Linked DNA regions of Bombyx mori: region 1 is linked to region 2. The links are chromatin contacts, called in public Hi-C maps. All regions are on one chromosome and are shown on one strand. The core of a region is the stretch at or near the end of the contact, and the rest is flanking DNA. Distances in the headings are between cores, read along the strand shown.

The links. Hi-C and Micro-C count contacts between places; a contact is called where the count stands out from the background.
Region 1: a contact with region 2 is called in a Hi-C map of posterior silk gland, with 2.0 times the contacts expected there. The contact joins the enhancer-like site here to the promoter of LOC101740372 in region 2. A contact is called at or near these places in 2 of 7 Hi-C or Micro-C datasets (posterior silk gland and whole pupa).

The regions. Positions count from the first base shown.
Region 1 is chr18:12,850,645-12,853,882 of ASM3026992v2, forward strand. The region is part of intron 2 of LOC101740372 (visual system homeobox 2); the gene reads left to right. Among protein-coding and RNA genes, the nearest start is that of LOC101740372, 46 kb to the left of the region's middle. Within about 2 kb of position 1,362, at least 1 of the 8 cell types and tissues checked has open chromatin away from gene starts, as enhancers often do.
Region 2 is chr18:12,804,813-12,808,094 of ASM3026992v2, forward strand. LOC101740372 (visual system homeobox 2) reads left to right here and starts at 1,475. Exons shown (of 8, transcript XM_062673754.1): 1 at 1,475-2,248. The coding sequence starts at 1,948.

The DNA.
Region 1 (3,238 bases), core at 112-2,611, 46 kb after region 2:
CCATTATAGGAGTGTAATGTTTTCAGAGTTAATGTATAAATGAGCTTTTTTACACCGTAACTTTTAAATTCTCGCACAAACCTGAAACAAATATCTTTGGAATCTTTAGATCATCCCGCTAACACTTGTTTTCTAACTATTTTGACTGGACTATGATTTCTTTTTAAATTAAATGTAGGTATTTAATATGATCGTCAGTGCGATGTGAGTTTTTTTTTTCTTCAGATTCTTTATCTTGGTATAATGGTTGGTAGTGGGGCTATTCCAACTACTAACAGTCCAAAAGGTGAGCCCACAATTTCACAACCTGAGAGAATTACTAACACTGACCCTAGCAAGAGCAGTGCTTCGCTGACCTTATCAGCGGGTCGGAATCGTGGCCCACCGAGAAGATCCGGTGAGAAACTCAGTGGAACTGAGAACTAATAGATCTCTCTCAATAAATCTCGGTACCATTCGTACTGAAAACTTGATTCTCGTCTTTGTATTGTCAATCATGTGAGTTCTACGTATAAATAGGACACAGTGGACCTGACTGTCTTTGCCCCTGGTATTACTGACGTCGTAGGGTGACCAAATTTGGCTTAGTTAATCAATTTGTTTTTTTCGTCATTATATAAAAATCTTTTCCTTGAGCAATAAAGTTGAAGCCCAGGTTTCATTTTTCAACACTGTATGTACATTTTTAAGCGCATAATTCATTTTAAAAATGAAATTGAAAATGAAAGCAACATTGAATTATAAACTATCCGTAAAAAGATAAACTATTGATAAAATAAAGAATGTGTGCGAAACAGGACTATCTCGTTGTCTCTCTCACACTCCAGCTCCGTAATGTCGTGACGCTTTTTTCACGCTTTTTTCACAATAAAATCATTTTTTCTTACACTATTTTTAATTCAAATTTATTAAAATTTAATTTCTATTTTTTAGTTGGATTTTCTATATAAGCGTATTTTTTTAGTTTTTTTAATCTATTATTTTTTGTACCTTAATCGTATTTAAAAGATTCAGGACCTAGTCATTTTTAAGGATTAGTATAAAAAGGCTTTTTGAAAACAACAATAACTGAAATGAAAGTGATGTTTAATTCTTATAACACGATGAGTTTAAATTTTAGTTAAATTGATGCTAAAACAAATTTGTCTTGTTTTTTTTTTTAAAACAACAGTAGTTTGATTATGATCTCATAAAACGAGCAGCCAAGTTCCCTAGTGTCAATTGATGCTCAAAAAAAATCCACGAACATTATTATTCCCAAAAAGAACGAACGCTGACCAGGACGGTTGCTTAAAAGCCCAAGATCATAATATCGCGTCACAAAAGGCTCTGGCCGCAGTACAATGGACCTTTAGCAGCTCAGTACAAGGCCTCGGTCGTTTTTCGTCGATTTTTGTTGACACCTGTCCGTGCGGGAACAAATAACGTGTAATGCGATATCGCGGTGAACTTTTTTCGATTGACGCGTTGCGAAGATTTCGCTGCTTAGACGCGTGAATGAGTTCACGGCTCTAAGTGATCACTGGGACCCATGAATTTTACAATGTCATCAACCGCATCGAGACAAGTGGAAGATTCAGCTGGGTAGTATGAAGACTATATATAACAGGGAAGTGGTACTTACATCTGCCTACAACATGAGCTTCCAACGTTGATTTTAAAAATTAAATTGTTCCGCGTTTTTTTTATTATTACGCGATGTTATATTTCAACATGGATGTCATTTTTGTTTGTGTTTGATTAGAAGGATTACTATCATTGATTTGAACCCCGCCGAATGGCTTTTTATCCCATAGGCCACAACGACCTCAAATCTGCTCGTGCCTATACCAATCTCTAAACCAATGATTTTGTTTTAGAATCGGTTTATATATTAATACGCATGTAAAATTATTGTTTAATTTCATAAAAGATTCGAGTGTCCGTTTGCGGAAACTTTTACCTTAATAACACATTCATAAAGCTCAATTTATAACGGTCTTATCGTCGCCAGTCAATAAACTTCAGTCTCGATACGCTTGATAGAATTAATCGTATTAAAAGAGTTCCCTGTGTTTGTATCACCGCTTCTTCTTAAGACTGTGGCTTTTTTTAACCGTTAGAAATTTATTTGAATTTCACAATTTGAATTTGGAATCTTTCCACATTTACAAATGTGACTTTTATATTATAGACCACGAAATTTCTAGACACGTCTAGTTTTGGTTTTATTACATACCTACATACATATTATGTACATTTATCAGTTTTAAGATTTTTAATTCTATTTTTTTTTTGTTTCATGTAATGTAGCAGTCCGACAATTTTACACAGGTAATGTTTTAAATTTAGTTTATTTTTAATGGTGTTTCTGTTATACTGGTTTTGGGTTAATTTTTATTTTACTTTTTTGAATGAATGAACGATTTAATACTGATCCGTTGTATCCATTACGTTTGTGGATTGGTAGACCAATAAATAGTGTTGCCAATTTTACTATTTTAAACCAAAAAAATATATATTAATAAGCTATGGTGTAGAAATTTTCATCATTAGCGATGATTTACAAAGTGACTGAATGTTTTCTTTTTCCGGAAATATAGTGGTACCTGCCCTTGCGAGTTCCCAACACGCGCTACCACCAGTAGCGTATTAACAGCACTCGATAACTCAGACTAAATAGCACCAAAACCCAAATCCGACTAATAACTCAGATTAAGGTACATTTTTTTAATTGTCAGATGAAATTACTAAGTACAAAAAATATAGGATGCATTTTACTTGATGGATTATTAATTTTAAATGATAATCGAAAATTAGAACTTGAATGTCAAGAAATTTAAACTGGTAGCTTGTCGAATGGATCTGATAACGCCATCTATGAATATTATTCGGAACTCTGTGTTTAAATTGAGACCTGAATTGAATTCCCTTAATGTTTTATTTATTTAATTGTTCTATTTAATACTTTCGGGTCACGAATAGGCTGATAATACGTGTACGAGATTAGGATGTGAATAGGGGGTTACGAATTAAAGAGTTAGGTGCGAAAATGAAGGAGGTTGCTATGGTCGGGTGATTTGGAAGAATCTTATAACTTGTAACTGAAAGGTGGACAGGATATTATATTTAAGATTCCTTGGCTTACATTAACAAGACAAAAAAAAACTCATAAAATTTTTGTATTCAAAAATATTGGCTTTGGGTTTTTTGGCGGGAACACGAGCGGCGAAATTGTGTGAATTGTTTTATTTTGTTC
Region 2 (3,282 bases), core at 225-2,724:
AGAAATTTCGTACACCTCCGTCTGCGCAATTTTCGTAAAAAGGTGTACAAAGTTTTTGCTTCACGTATTAATATATAGGTGTAGGATTGGTAAGAACGGAACGTATGAATAGAGTGTGGAACGGAGCGTTAAGATGTTAGTGAGAGAAAACGGAAAGAAAGAGAGAAGAGAATGACAGATAGAATGACAGAGAATTGGAAGATGGCGAAGACGGTTGAAAAATGAGTAAGACGTAATAAAATTAGTGTTAATTATTAATTACTATTATAATAGAAGATTTTGGAATAGTGTAGTTTTTATTTTATGCGCTGCGATCCCTATTCCACATAGAGATTATATTTCTCTTGTATATTTATTGGAATGTGATACAATATATTTTAATGCGATAAGGCAATGCCACAGCACGTTTGTTTGACTGATAGCGAGTGCCTTAAGCATCAGTCCGCCACTGTACCTACCTACTATTGTCTTCTTAGTCGTTTGATTCTTGATAGAGTGGTCGAGTTCATTGCGTAGCTTTTAAGAAGGAAGGTCTGAAACGTCTTACGGTACCCCGCCATGTCTTGTGCATAAAGTTAAATACCTAAATAAATAGTTTACGTCTCGTTTAACGCTAGTGGTGGATATACAAATGATTTTTTTATATTTTTATTTATTCAGAAAATTAAATTGTCTGTATGGTTGTCGTTGCTCGTGAACATCGGCATTGTCACTGTCAATGAGTGTGCTTAGAGCGAAAACTAAAGCCATCTCATAAACTTTATACTACTTAGTCGAAATTTTAGAACTAGATTTATACATTATTAAATTTATAATTTTTTTAATGTATCAAAACAAGTATTGGGTTTTTAACCTTTTTTTATCTAAAACTTTATTAACAATTATCTACAAATAAACCATTGGTCAATAAAATCTTATAAACTAAACTAACAAAATTATTTACAAGTTATTAAAAAAAAAACCACAAAACACAGGAAACATGAATATACACTAAGCTCTACAAGAATTCCTCAAGTGCTCTACCCGCAGGTAGAGCTGCAGGTGTAGAGCACGACCAATGATTGATAATGGCACATTATGCGGCCGACACCGAATGTCGTTTTGTACCAGAGGAGGCCATTGAAGTAGCGCGATAATAAAGCAAAGTGCCAAGAAAATATAGAATAATACCGGCTGTCCGGTACACGACCCCCGTCTGCCGACCCCTGGCCCCCACGCCACGGACTATTCATTTCTCACAATTAATCAAAATTATATCAGCGCTGCCATTTAATACAATGTCGGTTTAATTCGCTTGCCAATAAGGCTCCGTTTCGAGTACTGCGGCGTCACGTAGGCGTGTCCCCCGCGAAGAAATCTGGCCAATAGAGTGCGGTAACAAAATATCCGTATTGGCTATAAGTAGGCTCCGCCTGCGTGGCCCGGGGGGCTGGTGAGTGATTTCCGAAACGGCGCATTGTAAGTCAGCGGGGGATCCGCTTGTGTCCTTTCGTCGTTGCGGCTGCCGTAAGCGTTTCAGTTCCGAAACGTCGTAACGTGTATCGGGGGGGTGGTGAAATACGATGGTTTGACAGTGAACCTCGGGAGCCAGCACGCCGAGGGGGGTCCTCTCGTTTTTACAAAGCGCCCGGCGGTGTACCGCTCAGAAGCGCTGCGGACGCCGGACAGAGCGCTCGTGTCGCGTTTTTAACACGATACCAACAATTTTCCGCGAATTTCAATCGCACCTAAATTCTAACTTTAAGTAAACTTGTAGCCTAAGCGAGGCCTAATCTACTCTAGTTTAATAATTATTAAGTGAATTTTCAAACATTGAATTAGTGTGACTTGTAAACGAATGGTCTAATATTGTGATAAAATTTCCAAAAAAAAAACAAGACAAAGATACATGTCTTCAGTTATGTAAGCTGAGATCGTAGCGAGTGGTCAGATACTGTTTCGCTCAAAATGCAAGCGATGAGCGCTAACGCAAGCGCTCCCAGAGCACCCCAGCGCTCTCCATTCGCCATCCAAGAGCTGCTAGGTCTCTCCGATAATCGGGAGAGCAGAGAGAGATACTTCGAGAGCAGAGATGGAGATAGAGTACTCAATTTATCTGAGAGCAGAGAGCCCCGGTCGGCTTACACTCCTCAGTTTCCTCTGCCGGCCTCTGTTGCGAGTCGCGTGGCCTATGCAGCAGCTTTCAATGCTCAAGCTGCAGTAGCCGCAGCCTTCCTCCCGGGTCCTCCATTACTGCATCATCCACCAGGTAAATACCTATAGTATTTTGAGATTCTCACGCGATTTAACTTTGTAATTTTGGCCTAAAACACAAATTAACGTTATCGTTTCTAATCAATTTAGAGCTGTTAGATTTGTTTCATGACAAAATATATTTTGTTTGTTGTGCAATATCGGTGTGAATTTACAATTTCGGTACTAAAATATCCGATTTGTATTGAGCGAAATATTGAAATGAAGATCAATTTAGATAGTCCAAGTAGACTTTTGAGAAGATAGAATTAAAAAGAAGACTTACATGTCACTGTTGTTACAACAAAGATTGGTACATTAAACTACCTGTCCTAGTGAATGAAACTGGAAAAACCGCCGGGCCATTAGTAAACCATAAAAAAAAACATTGTAGTTAAATATTTGCTTCATTTGAACTAAAACCTTAACCTTTGCAAATGGTTACAATCCATATTAAGACACTAGTGAATAATTTCTACGAAATATTTACATATTCATACCTGAAAGTATTTAGTAAGGATATTATGATTATTTTTTAAGTTACGCATCATAATCTTGATTCAACAATTAATGTAATCGAACCTCGACCGAGTGAGGTTTTGATTTTGGCTTTTAATGAAGATCTTTATTGAGAAATGTGTAAATGAATTCTTTGAATGTTCATAGTGATGTTTTTTTTTTATAATTATAATTAGCATTTTCATACGACAGACGATATAAAAGGTTGTGTGTTCGCTTTGAAAATGCCGACGGCCGGCTCAAATTACTCTTATTGTTCAAGCGGTTATAATGTGGCTTTTGTCTTTAATATTGAAGTGTTTAATTCGTTTAGTAAATCCTCATTCGAGTAAACACAGATTTGGATGCGTTAGGATAATCCGTAAGCATATGCGTCTAGGAAATCATAGCGTTAATAATCAGATGTAAAGCTATTTCATAAAAAACTACATACATATCGACGCTTGAAAGGCAAACGTGACTAAGCGACAATAACTGCTTTATACATTAATGATAGGCAATAACCAATATTCGATGCGCAAAAAAAATATA